Linked DNA regions of Sus scrofa: all the other regions are linked to region 1. A link is a contact called in public HiChIP or PLAC-seq data. All regions are on one chromosome and are shown on one strand. Each heading gives the region's core, a stretch centred on a gene start, on an enhancer-like site or on the middle of the called end of the contact. The rest is flanking DNA. Distances are from core to core; before and after follow the strand shown. Region 1 holds the start of TOB1 (transducer of ERBB2, 1). Region 2 has its middle 87 kb from the start of TOB1. Region 3 has its middle 40 kb from the start of WFIKKN2.

Evidence for each region. HiChIP or PLAC-seq counts read pairs in DNA pulled down with a chosen protein or histone mark.
Region 2: an H3K27ac HiChIP or PLAC-seq map of skeletal muscle shows a contact between it and region 1. The contact joins the enhancer-like site here to the promoter of TOB1 in region 1. A contact is called at or near these places in 1 of 5 promoter capture datasets (liver), 23 of 47 Hi-C or Micro-C datasets (alveolar macrophages, brain, embryonic fibroblasts and 11 more) and 2 of 2 datasets of contacts at active chromatin or transcription factors (alveolar macrophages and skeletal muscle).
Region 3: a contact with region 1 is called in an H3K27ac HiChIP or PLAC-seq map of skeletal muscle. The contact joins the enhancer-like site here to the promoter of TOB1 in region 1. A contact is called at or near these places in 7 of 47 Hi-C or Micro-C datasets (embryonic fibroblasts, epiblast stem cells, fetal skeletal muscle and 2 more) and 2 of 2 datasets of contacts at active chromatin or transcription factors (alveolar macrophages and skeletal muscle).

Annotation. Positions count from the first base shown.
Region 1 is chr12:27,117,166-27,122,137 of Sscrofa11.1, reverse strand. TOB1 (transducer of ERBB2, 1) reads left to right here and starts at 2,232. Exons shown (of 12, transcript NM_001123205.1): 1 at 2,232-2,488; 2 at 4,385-4,549; 3 at 4,552-4,708; 4 at 4,711-4,737; 5 at 4,740-4,876; 6 at 4,879-4,893; 7 at 4,896-4,904; 8 at 4,907-4,972. The coding sequence starts at 4,524.
Region 2 is chr12:27,203,991-27,208,962 of Sscrofa11.1, reverse strand. No RefSeq gene overlaps it. Among named protein-coding and RNA genes, the nearest start is that of TOB1, 87 kb to the right of the region's middle. Within about 2 kb of position 2,907, at least 51 of the 83 cell types and tissues checked have an H3K27ac peak or open chromatin away from gene starts, as enhancers often do. A contact at or near this core is called in alveolar macrophages, embryonic fibroblasts, epiblast stem cells and 8 more, where this site is marked.
Region 3 is chr12:27,050,855-27,055,826 of Sscrofa11.1, reverse strand. No RefSeq gene overlaps it. Among named protein-coding and RNA genes, the nearest start is that of WFIKKN2, 40 kb to the left of the region's middle. Within about 2 kb of position 2,571, at least 54 of the 83 cell types and tissues checked have an H3K27ac peak or open chromatin away from gene starts, as enhancers often do. A contact at or near this core is called in alveolar macrophages, embryonic fibroblasts, epiblast stem cells and 2 more, where this site is marked.

The DNA.
Region 1 (4,972 bases), core at 983-3,482:
CGATTCATGATCCTGCAATTCTGGATGTTTGGTACAGTGATATTATTTCCCTAATGGTAAAAGAAATTATGTTCTAGAGAACACGAAAAGCAAGTGTTTCTCTGGGTAAACCATTCCCCAAACATCCTATATTCTTGCAATTTCTATGCTTAACTAATTATAAAATTTAAAAATAAAATAAAAAAACTAAATGGAATTAATGTTCATTACTGAAAAAAAACACAAATGAGCAAAAAGAAGACACTGAACGAATAATATAAATTGGTTTATATTATATTATATATTATATTATATTATATTATATTAACGCAGCGCAAGGGGCGTTTTACTTTAAAATGCCTACATACTTTCACAACCAAATCTTACTCGTCCTTGTTTACAACTGAAAAACCCAAATAGTAAAAAAACAGAACTTAAAGAATCATTGAGTAAAAACTTCTATGCTCTTTAAAAACAATACCTGAATTTTAGGAATCAGTACAATAAACGAAAAACTCGGTCACCCGACCACTCCCACCCTCAGCCTATTTCACAAACCCACTTTCCCTCCCCCCTCACACACTTTGGGTCTTTGGAAACACTCTTTTTCAATTCTATCCTTCAAATAGAGGAGGAAAGGAAGGCAAGAGAATCAAGTTGGAGGAAAAAAAACTATAATTTTTTTTTTTTTTTTTTTTGCGTCCATAAAGCGGGTTTGTGCCGCAGGAGCACGGCTGGTCTGCACAGCCAGCTTCGCAAACACTCCACTCCTCGGTGGATTGTGGTTTAACTTCCACGTAGCAGGTAGAGAGTGCAAACCCCTCGGTTTTGAGAGGAAGGCGGCGCCCCAATTGGTGTTTTTCCAGGAAGCACTCCTTGAGGGCTGAAGAAAGCGGAGAGGGGAAGGCCGGGCAATGGGCGTTTCATTCATTGCTCCTCTTTCTCCCCCTCCTACCCTTCTCTCCCCTTAGACCTTCTCGCTCCTTTTCCCAGTGCGAGTTTGACGTCGGTCTCCTGGATACCAGACGGCCAATCGCCTGGTTGCTAGGGGAGAAGTCTGGCCAATGAGGCGTCGTTGCTACCTGTGAGTAATATTTTTAGCCGTAAGAGACGCCTGGTTCCACTCCCAGTGTTAACTTGGGGTAATTCTCTGCTGCAGGTTGTGAAAAAGAAGCGTTTGCCCGCCCCTTTTGAGTCCCTGTCTTTCCCTGCTCCCTATTTTTTCACCCATATTTTAACTAAGATAATTTTATCTTAAACGTACAATATAGGAAGGCACTGTGTTTATTATGTGTATTCATGTTAAAACAGGCACTTGAAATACACGCATGCACATATACACTTAGATACGTACGCAACTTGGCATGGAGGGCTGGACTGGGACATTCGGAATAAAATGTGATTCTTCTTATACTCTCAAGACACCCCCACGTCCGAGTTGCTGCCGGGTTGCACGGGGAGGTCTGATGTGGGAAGCGGAGGCAGTTAAACTGTCACCGGGGCGGGAGGTGTGGCCGGGTGGTCTTCCCTTCCCCACCCCCAGCCTGGCACAGCAGCTTTGGATTCTGCAGTTGCCCCTCTCTGGACGGCAGTTGGCCTAGGCCCTTGCGGTGATTTAATTAACCGAGTGCACGAGTCCTTGTCACAGTTCGCCCTTTTTCTAAGCTCTCTTGGGTGCACTGGAGGCCGACGTGGTAGCTCGTCCACGAATGGGATTTTCCTCGACCACAATCCCACTCGGGTGGAGCATGCTTTGTAAATCCTCCCCTCCCTCTCGAGATCGACAGCTCGCCACAGTTCTCCCCAGCCGCTTCGCCTCCAGCTCCGTTCCCCTCCCCCCTCCTCCCCGGTGCTCTCGGCCTAGACGCAGAGTCAGCCGCCCCAAACCACCTCTGTCGCCTTCACTGGCACGTCTCTCCCCCAATCCCTTTCCAATTTTTCTTAATCCCGCCCACAGTGACTCCAGATAGTCGGTTCATTGGCCATCCTGGAGCCCGAGGGGTGTGGCCTGCCCGCCCGGCCCACCGCCTCGGTTTGGGACATGGGCAGGAGGGACTTGGCCAATGGCGTCCGGGGGCAGGGCAGGGGCGGAGCCAGCCGGTGAGGGTCTCGGGTGCCGGGTGGGAGGATAGGGAATGGTGACGCCGCCCGGAGCTGTGTGACGCGGAGCGGGCGCGCGCACCCCTACGGGAGGGGATGGGGGGGCGGGGAGGAGACTATAAAACGAGAGGCGGGGCGCGCGCCGCGGCAGAAGGAGCAAAGCTCTGGCCCGGCGCGGAGTGGGCGCTGTACGGGGACGCTGGGCCGGGCACCGGGCTGTGTGGAGAAGTGGGCGCGCTCACCTGACCCCGTCCTCGCCAACCCGAGCCAGAAGGGGCGAACTCCTGAGGCTCTCGTCCTCCGCAACCTCCTCCCGGCAGCGTCGGCGTGCACTAGGCCCAGCCAGCTCGCTGCCGCCGACCCTCCCTTCTCCTCCGCCCAGCCGCTGGGTCTGTGGTGGAAGCAGCCCGTAAGTATCGAGGGGCGGCGGGCGGGGGCAGGAGGAGGAGGAGGAGGGGCTGCAGCAGCGTCGAGCCGCGGGCCCTTGGGGGCTCGGGACGGCGGCGTCGCGGCCCGGGCGTGGAGGGGAGCGGCTCTCAACACCCGACCCGAGGTAGCTCCGAGGGGCCCGGGTGCGCCCGGGAGCTGGAGGCGGGGCTGGCCGGCGCTTTGGGCTCGGCGGGGCCGGGTGACCGGGGAAGGGCGGCCCGGGGCGAGCTGATGGGAATCGGGGGTTGGGGTGCCCAGGAGCAGCAGCGAACGCGAAGGGAACGCTGGGCTCCGCGGGGCGGGTGGCTGGCCGGCCCGAAAATGGTGCCAGGGAACCAGCGCTCCCCAGGCTCTGGCCGGGTCCCAGGAGCCTTGAGGCGGGGGCAGGGAGCGGCGGGTCGGGTTACGGCTGGGGCGGGGGGAGGGAGCGGCTGACCCGGTGCAGCCGGCGCGGCGACCCGCCGGGTGTCCGGGCCCCTGGCCCCAAATGGTCGCGTTTCCATCTCTCGTGGCCTTCCTCCTCCTCCTCCTCCTTGGAGGAGGAGACTTGTACTCTCTTCCTCCTCCTCTTGGCTGCTGCCGCTGTAGCGCTTGGGCTCCGAGGGCTGTGAGCAGAAATCTAATGAGACCCAACTGGCTGTTTATGTAATTCTTCACGCTCCTGTCTTAAGGCGTTGCTTTGAAACTACCTTCTGCCGAGCCTGAATTTCGCTCGGCTGCACCTTCAAGCAATTTGGCCTAATCGGCTGCCTTTGCCAGCACTCAGGGCTTTTGGCTTGGAGAGTGTTTGTAGTTTAGGGCAGCCGGGGACTCTTTCTCCTTTGTCACTACGAGTATGGAAAAATGAAACAGATGAATTATCAACTTGATTTTTAAATGTCCTTTTAGATCAACCTCAGATCCCTCCTTTGCAAATATCTTCTGTTTGCCCTTGATCTTTCCTTATCCCCACCCAGTGCTGATCCAGCAAACGTTTAAAGGTCGACCTTATCGTACCCGCCTGTCCGGCTGTTTTCTTATCACGAGGGATGGAGGTGATTTTAAAAATCAGAGTAAAACTCAGAAACTCTGCCCTTTCAGCAGAATAATCAATAAATTTTTGAAATTCATTGTTTCTTTTGTTAGGCTTGATGCCCACGAGGTATTTTCAAATTTAGAAAAATACACGTTGAAAAGAAAAGCACAGAGAAGCTCGATTATTTCATTTTGAGCACTTAGTATATTTAAAACAGCAACTGTGTAGGATAATTTGGTTCATGATTATCATCCACTAGGATGGCAATTCATTTAGTATTTCGTACCCTTAACTTTAGTATCATGAGCTTTGGAAATTAAAATAATTTCCCTGACTTCTCAAATTTCAAAATGTTTATCGATAAAACAAGATGTAAGTAGTCTGTATCCAAATGAACTGAAATAACAGCATTCGTTTCTACATTGGTGAATAGGAGTATAACCAACTTCTAAAACTTCGGTATGTGTATGTATATAACTTCGGTATATATATGCCGAGTATAGTTTCCAGTACGTATTTTTGTGAGAACTAAGGGAAGAAAAGAAGGAATATGCTCTATACCCCGGAAATATTTTTTTCTCTTAGAACTCTATTCAGAAACAGGAAGGTAATAATAGGCTTAAAAAAAAAAAAACATTGTTTTAACTGTAAATCCTCAGTTTTTCCTTGAGCTTTTAATCTTCAATAAACAGTTTTGTATTGTATGTTCATTTATTTTGTGTTGATTATATTTTTCAGACTTTCTAGCTTATTAGATTTTTTTTGCAAAAGTGACATTACTCTAGGGTAGAAAAAGGTTGTGGAACTTAACATTTATCTTACGTGGACATGTTTGCTTTTGTTTTGTTTGTTTTCTTTAAGGAACAAGACACTCAAGGTGAAGGATATCTACTAATACCAGCACTTTGAATGAAAGTTTGTTTCTCTGCCACAATTGAACACTTTTGTGTGTGTCTGGGGGGGAGTTGAAACACAAACCTAATTTTGTGGCATAGCAGCTATGCAGCTTGAAATCCAAGTAGCACTAATTTCATTATTTCATATCTGTACAATAAGCTTCCCAGGAGACGTGTCAACATTTTTGGTGAAGAGCTTGAAAGACTTCTTAAGAAGAAATATGAAGGGCACTGGTATCCTGAAAAGCCATATAAAGGATCAGGGTTTAGATGTATACACATAGGGGAGAAGTGGACCCAGTGATTGAACAAGCATCCAAGAGAGTGGTTTGGACATTGATGATGTTCGTGGCAATCTGCCACAGGATCTTAGCGTTTGGATCGACCCGTTTGAGGTTTCCTACCAAATTGGTGAAAAGGGACCAGTGAAGGTACTTTATGTGGATGATAATAATGAAATGGATGTGAGTTGGATAGGAGATCAAAACAGCTTTAACCCAGAGGCCCAGGTTTTTATGCCCATAAGTGACCCAGCCTCATCAGTGTCCAGCTC
Region 2 (4,972 bases), core at 1,658-4,157, 86 kb before region 1:
ACCTGACAAGACCCAGGACCGAGAGGTGCAGAATGGTGAGTGCCTCGCCCACACAACTCACTTGCCGAGGCAGTGGGCATCTCCTTCCAGAGGCCGCTTTCTCCAGGTTGAAAGAGGTAGCAAGTGAGGACCAGCTTGTTCCAGAAACTCCGCCTCAGGCCAGATGGGACAGAAAACACCCAGGTCAATTCAGAAAAAATCACTTCTCATGTGATGATCAGAATATGTGCCCACTTCACTTCTGCCCACCAGCAAGGGTCTCCCAGGCCCAGAAAAGACCTCGACAAAGAAAGGCTCCTTACAGACAGGGAGCATGTGCTAGGCCCAGTCAGTCCTGGGTTCTTTACTTGTGTTGCTTCCCTTAACCTTCAAGGCAGCTCTGAGGGAAGCCTCAGGGCCTCTCTCTGTCTCTCTTTTTTTTTTTTTGCTTTTTAGGGCCGCACCCACGGCATATGGAAGTTCCCAGGCTAAGGGTCAAATTGGAGCTACAGCTGCCAGCCTACACCACAGCCACAGGATCTCAGGATCCGAGCAGCATCTGCGACCTACACCACAGCTCAGGGCAACGCAGGATCCTTAGCCCACTGAGCAAGACCAAAGATCAAACCTGCATCCTCATGGATCCTAGTTGGATTTGTTAACCTCTGAGTCACGAAGGGAACTCCCTGGGCCTCTCTTTACTTTTTGTTTTGTTTTTGATATGGAATGCATCACGAATTTGCACATCATCCTTGCCCAGGGGCCACGCCATTCTCTGTATCACTCCAATTTTTTAGTATATGTGCTACTGAAATGAGCAGTGAATTTACTTGTTTAAACTGGAGGAGTTGGGCTGGATAGATGATCTCTAATAATTCATACGCTTTTTTTTTAATCTTTTTAGGGCCACACCCATGGCATATGGCGAGTCCCAGGCTAGGGGTCAAATCAGAGCAGCAGCCACTGGCCTGCACCAGAGTCACAGCAGCTCGGAATCTGAGCCGCATCTGCAACCTACACCACAGCTCACGGCAACGCCAGATCCTTAACCCACTGAGCAGCGAGGCCAGGGATCAAACCTGTGTCCTCATGGATGCGAGTCAGATTCGTTCCACTGAGCCAGAATGGGAACTACCCAAATCTGCATTAATTCCTGCAATGCTCCATGAATGGGAACCGTAATTATTATCCGCATTTTACAGCTGAGGAAGCTGAGCACTGAGAAGGCAAGTGCCTTGCCCAAGGTCACACACCAAGTAAGTGGAGGTCTGGTCACATCCGCACGTCTGACCCAGCAGCATTGTTGACACTGGCAGTAGCTCAAGGCGAGAGGCCGGCTGACTAGACTCACTGGGGCAGAGGCCATGAGGGGGCTTTAAGAGTGGCCGGCAGAGCAAGGAGGGGCAGGACCAGGCACCCAGCCCAGGGCAGGAAGAGATGGACGATGACTCCACTCCACGGTTGGGAGCCTGAAGGCTTGGAAGGGTGGCAGTGCTATTAATAGAAACGGGGAAGTCAGGAGGAGGAGCAGGGCTAACAGGAGTGCATTCTTGGACACGTTGAAGCCGATTTGCCAACAGTAGGACCTTTAGGCTGAGATCCAGCCACAGTTCAATTAGGAAAAATCAGCACATCCCAAAATACCTCCAAATGCCAACAGCCCTGTTATCCAAAATCAAATTCCCGGAGTTCCCGTCGTGGCGCAGTGGTTAACGAATCGACTAGGAACCATGAGGTTGCGGGTTCGGTCCTGCCTTGCTCAGTGGGTACGATCCGGCGTTGCGTGAGCTGTGGTGTAGGTTGCAGACGCGGCTCGATCCTGCGTTGCTGTGGCTTGGCGTGGGCTGGTGGCTACAGCTCCGATTGAACCCTAGCCTGGAACTCCATATGCCGGGAGGGCCAAAAATAGCAACAACAACAAAAGACAAAAAGACAAAAAAAAAAAAAAAAAAAAAAAAAAAAAAAAAAAAACAAAATCAAATTCCTAAATCTTGCACAGCTCACATTTCCCAGCCATTGCCCTGGGCTGAGGTTCAGTGTTGGGTCTGCAGTCGCCCAAGTTTAAGTCCCACACTGGCCACTGGGGGTCACCACTGGTGCACCCAACACAGCGCAGCTGCCCAGGGCGTGCCCACCATAGGGTGGACTTGGGGGGCACACAGAGAGTTTCAGGGAGCCAGCCCCCCCAGCCCCCACAGGGAGGATGGAGGCTTCTTCCTTCTGTTTAGGGGTGGGAGGAGAGAGGCTTATGAGACGCTGAGCTGCTGCTTCTCCCCGTCCCCCAGGCATCAGCCACGCCACGTCTCGGGAATTTCTCATTAACCTCCAATCAGATACCGTTGACCTTGGAACCAGGAAGGAGAGGCAGCGCAGCCCCCTTCCCCGAGTGCACACCGGGCTCTGGGGGCCTGGCCTGGGGGATGCCGTGTTCAAGGCTCTGGGGCGGCGGAGCCAGGGAGCAGGATCCCAGCTGTTCCAAACCTCCTGTCTCCCCTGACATTTGCGTCAGCAGCTCTGCCCTTTGACTTTTAATTCCCGGGAGTGGAGGGCGGAGGTAACCTTGGTGATCAGGCCTGATTATTTGCAGTTCGATTGAACCAGCAGTTTATTGGGGTTTGGCCTGGCTGCTTGCCCTCTTCCCAGCCTCCCGCCCCCGGCTTTATGGCCTTGGTCTCCTTGGGAAGCTGGGAAGAAAAGAGGGCAGGAGTGCTTCCGCCTGGGAGGCTCCTCCTGTCTCCTGAGCCTCCTGATCGAGGGGGCAGCCCGTGGGAGGCGACGCTTATAAAAGCACCTAGAGACCCCCAGACGGAGGCGGTGTCCCCAAGCTCACACCCAGACCAGGCCTGGCACCCCCTTGGGCCACCTCCAGCTTTGCTCAGGACTTGTTGGGACATGTCCCCGGGCCACAGCCAGGCCAGCAAGCGGTGCCTCCCGGCTGCCCAGGCTTAGGGGGTGCAGAGCTCAGAACAGGTGGGGGAAGGGTAGGCACCTGGAAGAGGGCGCGGCTCCCCAGGCCCTGAGTCCCCCATTGGTGTCCCGTGTCTCTCTATATTTGGCCTTGGCATTACCAACGTGCCCTCTTGAGGGGCAGGCAGCCAGCCTGACCCATGACGTCTCCTCCTAGGGCCTAGGCTATTTTAGAACCAGCCTTGTGGGGGCTGGGGAAGGCAGGAGGTTAGGTTTAAGGGAACATTTGCGCCTGGCTCTGGGTCACAGAAGAGGCTGAGGGCGTGTGGCATGGAGCGCTGGCCCTGAGGCCTTTCTCAGAATTCCCTGTACTCAAATGTTCCCTCTGCTCAGGTTTCCTGGGGATGCCTGGGGTCTGGGACTGTGGGGCTGAGTCTGGGCAGGAACCCCACCCAACCCCTTCTCTCCGTGGGTTTTTCCAGCTGTTCCGATATCCCCCCTCAATTAAAAAACAACTTCTGCGCCAGGTCCCCCCAGGAACTAGCATCTTTGGATTTCTCAGCTCACTAACGTTTCCAAAGAAACAATATAGGGCCTGACATGGTCACCGTTTCTTCATTTTGCCGAGTTAAGGACATTAGGAGGAAATGTCAAAGGAAAAGTCCTTTTATTTTATCTTATTTTATTTTATTTTCTCTTTTTAGGGCTGCACCCATGGCGTATGGAGGTTCCCAGGCTAGGGGTCGAATCAGAGCTACAGCTGCCAGCCTACACCACAGCCACAGCAACTGGGGATTCGAGCCTACACCACAGCTCACGGCAACGCCGGATCCTTAACCCACTGAGCAAGGCCAGGGATCAAACCCACAACCTCCTGGTTCCTAGTCAGATTCGTTTCCGCTAAGCCAACGGGAACTCAGAAAAGTCCTTTTAAACACACGGACAAGCACACACGGACAAGAATTCACAGCTCAGGTAAGAGCACATTCCTTCAGACTGAGTCCAGCTTCATGAAAACCTCACAATGTCCTTATGTTTCTCATTTTGCCACAAGCAGATGAGAACCTGGCAACAGCTGGCACTGGGTGCCCGGTCAATGGGTTATATTCCAGGAGTTGCTGCTTCCTTCTGCTCCTCTGCTGGCCCAGTGCCAAGGGCAGGAGGGACCCCTCCTGGCACCTGTCTCCAGCTCTCTGCGGCAGTTACTTTTGCGTCTTTATATCTTCCCACCACCCAGACCCCAATATTTGCAGGAGGGGAGTGTGGGGAGCAGCCTTCACACAGCCCCCGGATGAAGACAGCGGATCATCTGGTCTTGCTTTGGGAAATGATGCAGGCCTGCCTCTGGAGGAGCCGGAGGAGTGTCACGCTCCTCTGGGAGGAGCTGCTGCTGTGGAAGGAGCGGGTCAGGACAGGGGTCAGGAAGGCCAGGTGGCTGCCCCTTGGAGGCCATGAGATCTGAGACTAGTCCCAGAACCTCCCTCCTGTGCTTCAGTTTCTGGTTCCATAAAATGGGTATATTAACTCCTCATCACAGGCAGGCGAGAGGATTAAATGAGAGAACATTTGTGAAAGTACTTTGTGAACGAGAACGCTTAGACAGGGCTCATTATTATTACTGTAAAGAGAAACTAGTAAATGGCTGAACAAACAGCACCCCAAAAGCTGATCTCAGCTTCTGGATGCAAAGATGGTGCTCACATCCACCCCCAGGTCTGTGATCTTGGGGCCCCTCCAACCCCACAAAGGAACATCACAAGCCTGATCGCTGGTAGTCAGGGCGGTGTGGCCTGGACCAAGGCATTCTGCTCTGAATAGGGCCCAGCCTCTGGCTTGTGCTCAGAGAAAGGCTTCTGATTACTTCCGGTGGCCCCACTGCATAGGGAGGTCCCTGGCCCTCACATTGTAGTGGAGTATGTGGAGGGGCTCCCCAAGATGGAGGCCATCATGGGGGGATGAGGAGCATGGAGTCTGAGGATTCAGAGATGCCTACACATCAATGCTTTCACTGGAGCTGCCCCTCTGCCCCTCTATGTTGCCATGGGCTAGGGTGGAAATGCACCAACCCATGTTTCCAGGCTGTTCC
Region 3 (4,972 bases), core at 1,322-3,821, 67 kb after region 1:
TGAAAATGTAATTCAGCCCTCTGATGGCTCCCTTCACACCTGGAGCAGAGTCCAAGCTGCTCATCAGACCCACAGAGGGCCACGGTGGCCTGGGTCATCGGTCATCGCCACGCCACGAGTTCACCTCCTTCCTCGGTTCCAGGGCCCGGGCGACCCAGCACCTCCTGCCGTAGAGCCTCTGCACCTGCTGCCCTGGAAACTTCTTCCTCCCATACTCACTGGCTCACTCTTTCCCCCATTAGGGCTCATCTCAGTTCAATAGCAAGGACTTCCCTGGCTGCTCAGCCTCAGATGGGGCCTCCCAGTCCTCAAAGCGCACCTTACTCTGTGTTTATTCTATGTCCTGGCCTCCGCATTGTAAGCCCCCAAAGGACAAGGACTTTGTCACTTTACATGTCGCTGTGTCCCCGGTGTTAGAACAGGGTTTACTGAATTGCAAATGTTCAATAAATATTTGTTGAATAGGAGGTCCCGTCGTGGCTCAGCAGAAACGAATCCAACTAGGAACCATGAGGTTGCAGGTTCGATCCCTGGCCTCACTCAGTGGGTTAAAGATCTGGCGTTGCCGTGAGCTGTGGTGTAGGTTGCCGACGAGGCTCAGATCTGGCGTTGCTGTGGTGTAGGCCGGTGGCTAGAGCTCCGATTCAACCCCTAGCTTGGGAACCTCCATATGCCACGGGAGTGGCCCTAAAAAGACAAAAAATATATACATATTTGTTGAATAGAACAAAATGGTGATGGGAGGAGGTGGGTTCCTATGCAGGGCCGGAGGTGGGGGATTCGGAGCTCAGATCAAGGGGTCTCGCTCAAGCACAGGAGGGCCCTGGTCCTTAGCCCTCCCTGCCTCCTCGAGTGTGACCCTCTAGACTCAGTCCTGGGACTTTGCTTTTATTTATTTATTTATTTATTTATTTATTTATTTCTAGGGCCGCCCCCGCAGCATATGGAGGTTCCCAGGCTAGGGGTCAAATCGGAGCTGTAGCTGCTGGCCTACAGCCACAGCAACACGGGATCCGAGCCATGTCTGCGACCTACACCACAGCTCATGGCAACTCCTGATCCTTAACCCACTGAGCGAGGCCAGGGATCGAGCCTGCAACCTCATGGTTCCTTGTCGGATTTGTTTCCACTGCGCCATGACAGGAACTCCAGTCCCGGGACTTTGATCCAGTCGGCTGTTAGACGGGGTGTGTGGAGGGCTGCGTGTTTCTGCTCTTGCCCTTTGCTTTATCACGAGAACATGCCCGGGCAAGCCGGCCGGATGATGAGAGCCCCACAGATATGTGTGTAGAGAACATTCTGGGCTGGACTGAGGGCACAGCTAATGCCAAGGCCCGAAGGCAGGACCTTGCCCGGTGTGCTCGAGAGAGGGCAGGGCAGCCCAGGGAGGGAGGGACAGTCCCCAGGGAGGCCACAGGAGCACCGAGGACTTTGCAGACCCCAGTGAGACAGGGGGGGCCTTTCCTCTATGTGAAATGAGCGGAGGCGGGTGTGATCGTTGTACTGCTGGTGAGAAAAGATACAGGCATGTGGCAGAAGCAGGGAGATGAGGGCTGGGGGACGTGGCGGTAAAGAGACCAGGGGCGGCCACCGCAGAGCAGGGGAGATGAGGTGGGATTCTGAGCGGGAGGGTGTGGGGGGTGCTTAGAGCTGGAGGATTTGCATAAGGACGGAGGTGGGGGTGAGCCCATGAGAGCAGGAAGGAGTTCTGAGCCGAAGACAGCAATGAGACCCCGCCTGAGGCCTTGGCGTGCTGCCCGGAGGGCCCCCCCGCCCGCCCTCTCCCTGCCGCTGTACTAGCCCCTTTTTCATTCCTCAAACACATGCATTTCTCCCCTGCCTCAAGCCGTTGCCACTTGCTGTCACCACTTTTCACTGGCTTTGCCTGGGAACCCTTGTCACTGGGTCACAGCTGAAAAGCCCTTCATAGAGACCTTTTGGGGACCCCACCCACCCCTGGATGATGGGCTGGGAGGCTCTTTCTCCTCCCCCCCTGCCCTGTCTCCCCCTTTCCGGGGCTCATTGTAATCCTGTGTTCTCTGGGTTAATGCCTGTCTCTGCTGGATTATGGAAAGCAGGGCCCTTTCTTAGCCAAGCTCCAGAGACAAGCTGCCTGCATTCACGCCTTGATTCCTCCTGTTTAAACCCATGCGGATGTAGGAAATCTACTAAACCTTCCCCCTCGGAAGGATGGCAGTAACTGAGATCCCATGAAATCATTAACATAAAGCACTTAGCTCAGTGCCTGGGACGTGGTTCAACAAATGTTAGCCACTACGCTAGCCACAGTAAGAAGCCCCGGGTAAGAACAATCTAGAAGCACTTAGTCTGTTTACATGACTTAACCATATTTGGCAAGCTCTCCGAGGGGTGGAAACCAGCAGCACTCCGGGTATCAGACGGCCTATGTGAGGCAGGTTGGAAACTGCCTCTTGGCAAACGCACAACTGGGGAAAGAAAAGAGATGTATGGCGTTTGTTGTTTTTGGTTGCTTAGCATCCAGACCCAGGGTTGGGAGGGCAGATCCCTAGACGGGCAGGAGGCAGGGTTCCCCTATGGAAGCCCAGTGGGGCCAAACTCCCTCTCCCAGATCCCTGCAGAGAGAGCTTGGCTGCTCAGCCTGAGCACATCCAGCTACCTAGGACTGGGCATTGACTGAAGGTCACAGAGAAGCTGGGACCATGCAGGTGTTTCTCCTCCGATGTTGGGGGCCCAGAAACCAGCACCCAGGGGCAGTGGTGACCGCGATGTCAGCGGCCGGCCCATCCTCACTTGTTCGGCTTTGTTCTACCTCCCAGCCTTCCGGGTTCCTGCCCAATTGATAAGCCCGGTTCTCCAGCCTAGTTTGTGATGCTATAGCCACCCATCATCCTTCCGGAACATTCCTTTCAGGCTGTAGGTAACTAGAGTTGTTCCTGTTCTTTGCCCCCAGGAATGCTGGCTTGTCTCCTAGCCAAAGGGGCTGAGTAACCACCCTCAGAAACCCTCGGTCAGCCCTCAGCCTTGGCTCCACCCTAAACACCACCCAGAGCACGGAACACGCCTGGAGTGCTGCGGCCTGTGCGTCAGCCTGTGCTCACAGAACCCAGCCCAAAAGGGTAAAGGTGTGGCTGGCTGCTACTTGGAAACATCATCCAGGCTTCTTTCCTAGTATGTCATACCAGCCTGCGCCAGTGCAGATGGCAGCGAGGGTGTCCCCCGGGTAGCTCTGTTCCAAAAGAAGCAGAGAGAAGCAAAAGGAGCTAAAGCTCAAATACTGAGGCCCTTGCCTCCATAAAAATCCCATGAAAGAGCACTTTCTTCCCACACAGAACTCAGGGAGGAAGGGAGGGGGCTGGCTCCCTGGGTGAGGGCATGACGATAAACCCTCTCAGGGCACCCCACACACATTTCCATGTAGAGACCTGATGGTGTGGCTTGTCTGGCCAGAGAGTGACGGAGACAGCCCCCTCTCCCACGTTTCCCACAGAAGTGGCTGGGAGAAGGTCCTGGGGCCAGAAGAGGCTGAGGGTTACAAATGACTCGATGACAGGAGTTCCCATCGTGGCACAGTGGAAACAAATCCAACTAGGAACCATGAGATTGCAGATTTGATCCCTGGCCTCACTCAGGGGACTGGGGATCCAGCGTTGCTGTGAGCTGTGGTGTAGGTCACAGACACGGCTCGGATGTGGCTTTGTTATGGCTGTGGTGTAGGCCGGCAGCTACAGCTCCGATTAGACCCCTAGCCTGGGGACCTCCATATGCCGCAAGTGCAGCCCTAGGAAAAGAAAAAAGAAAAAAAGAGTGACACAGTGACAAAAGAGGCTGGATGGACCAGGGCCTTCTTGGTGAATGCTGGCAGGTGTGGGCACCAGCAGGCAGGTGTGGTGAATGCTGGCAGGTGTGTGTCAGATGATGGCCAGTGGGGCCACCTTCACAGATGCCAGCAGAGAAAATGAGTGACCAAGATCAGAAGCCATCTCCCTACTGACAGCACTAGCTGGAAGCCCAGAGAGAAAGGGAGGCAGAAACAGAATTGACTTGAAGAAACCCTCAACTCTTTGAGGAAATGCTTCCACACCATGCAATGTGGAAAACTGAGATGAAAATTAAAGTCAGTGATGGAAAATAAAAACGTTCACACCTCTGACTGTGTGGACTTGGAAGCTTGAACTGGCTACAGAGGGGTCCCAACCCAAGGAATCCCTCCAGAGTCCTTGCCCAAGAGAGCAAAGGATAGACGCCTGGAGAGCTTTTGGGAGAGCTATGCAATAGACTTGAGTAGGACATTGAAGCCTCAGTAGAATGACTTTCTTTTTCCTTTTATGTCCACACCCATGGCATATGGAAGTTCCCAGGCCAGGGAATGAATCCAAGCCACAGCTGTGGCAATGCCACATCCTTTAACCCACTGCGCTGGGCCAGGGATCGAACCCCCACCTCTGCAGCAACCCAAGCTGCTGCAGTTGAATTCTGAACCCACTGTGCCATAGCGGGAACTCCTAAAATGATTTGCTTTTATTCGTACGTACTGTGTGTCAAGCTCCACGCTAAACACTATACACATTATTTCTGAGAGAGGTGGGAAATTATTCCCATTTTACAGATAAGGACACTTCAACACTGAGCTATTGATTGCATTGTGCTGATTTCCAACAGGACAGCTTAAATCACAATGACTGCTAGGATGGGCTCTTTGGGGAACCCCGAATGCTGACTGGGGCTTTAAACCCGAAGGTGGTGTTGGAAGAGATGGAAGGACTGGGAGGGACGAGATTAATTAAAAGACAAGCTCTCGGGGGAAACTCAGGCAGGCGTGGGGCGGCCTCTGGTGGACGTGAGGGGAATGGCAACTCGGTGGCTCCAACCTGTCCCACAAATGGCCCTGGAGGAGAGGAGAGGGGAGGGCCAGCCAAGCTCTGAGACCCGGCTGAGCGAGGACTAAGGGCGTTCAGTGGGATCTAAAGCTCAGCCCTGTGACAGCAGTGGC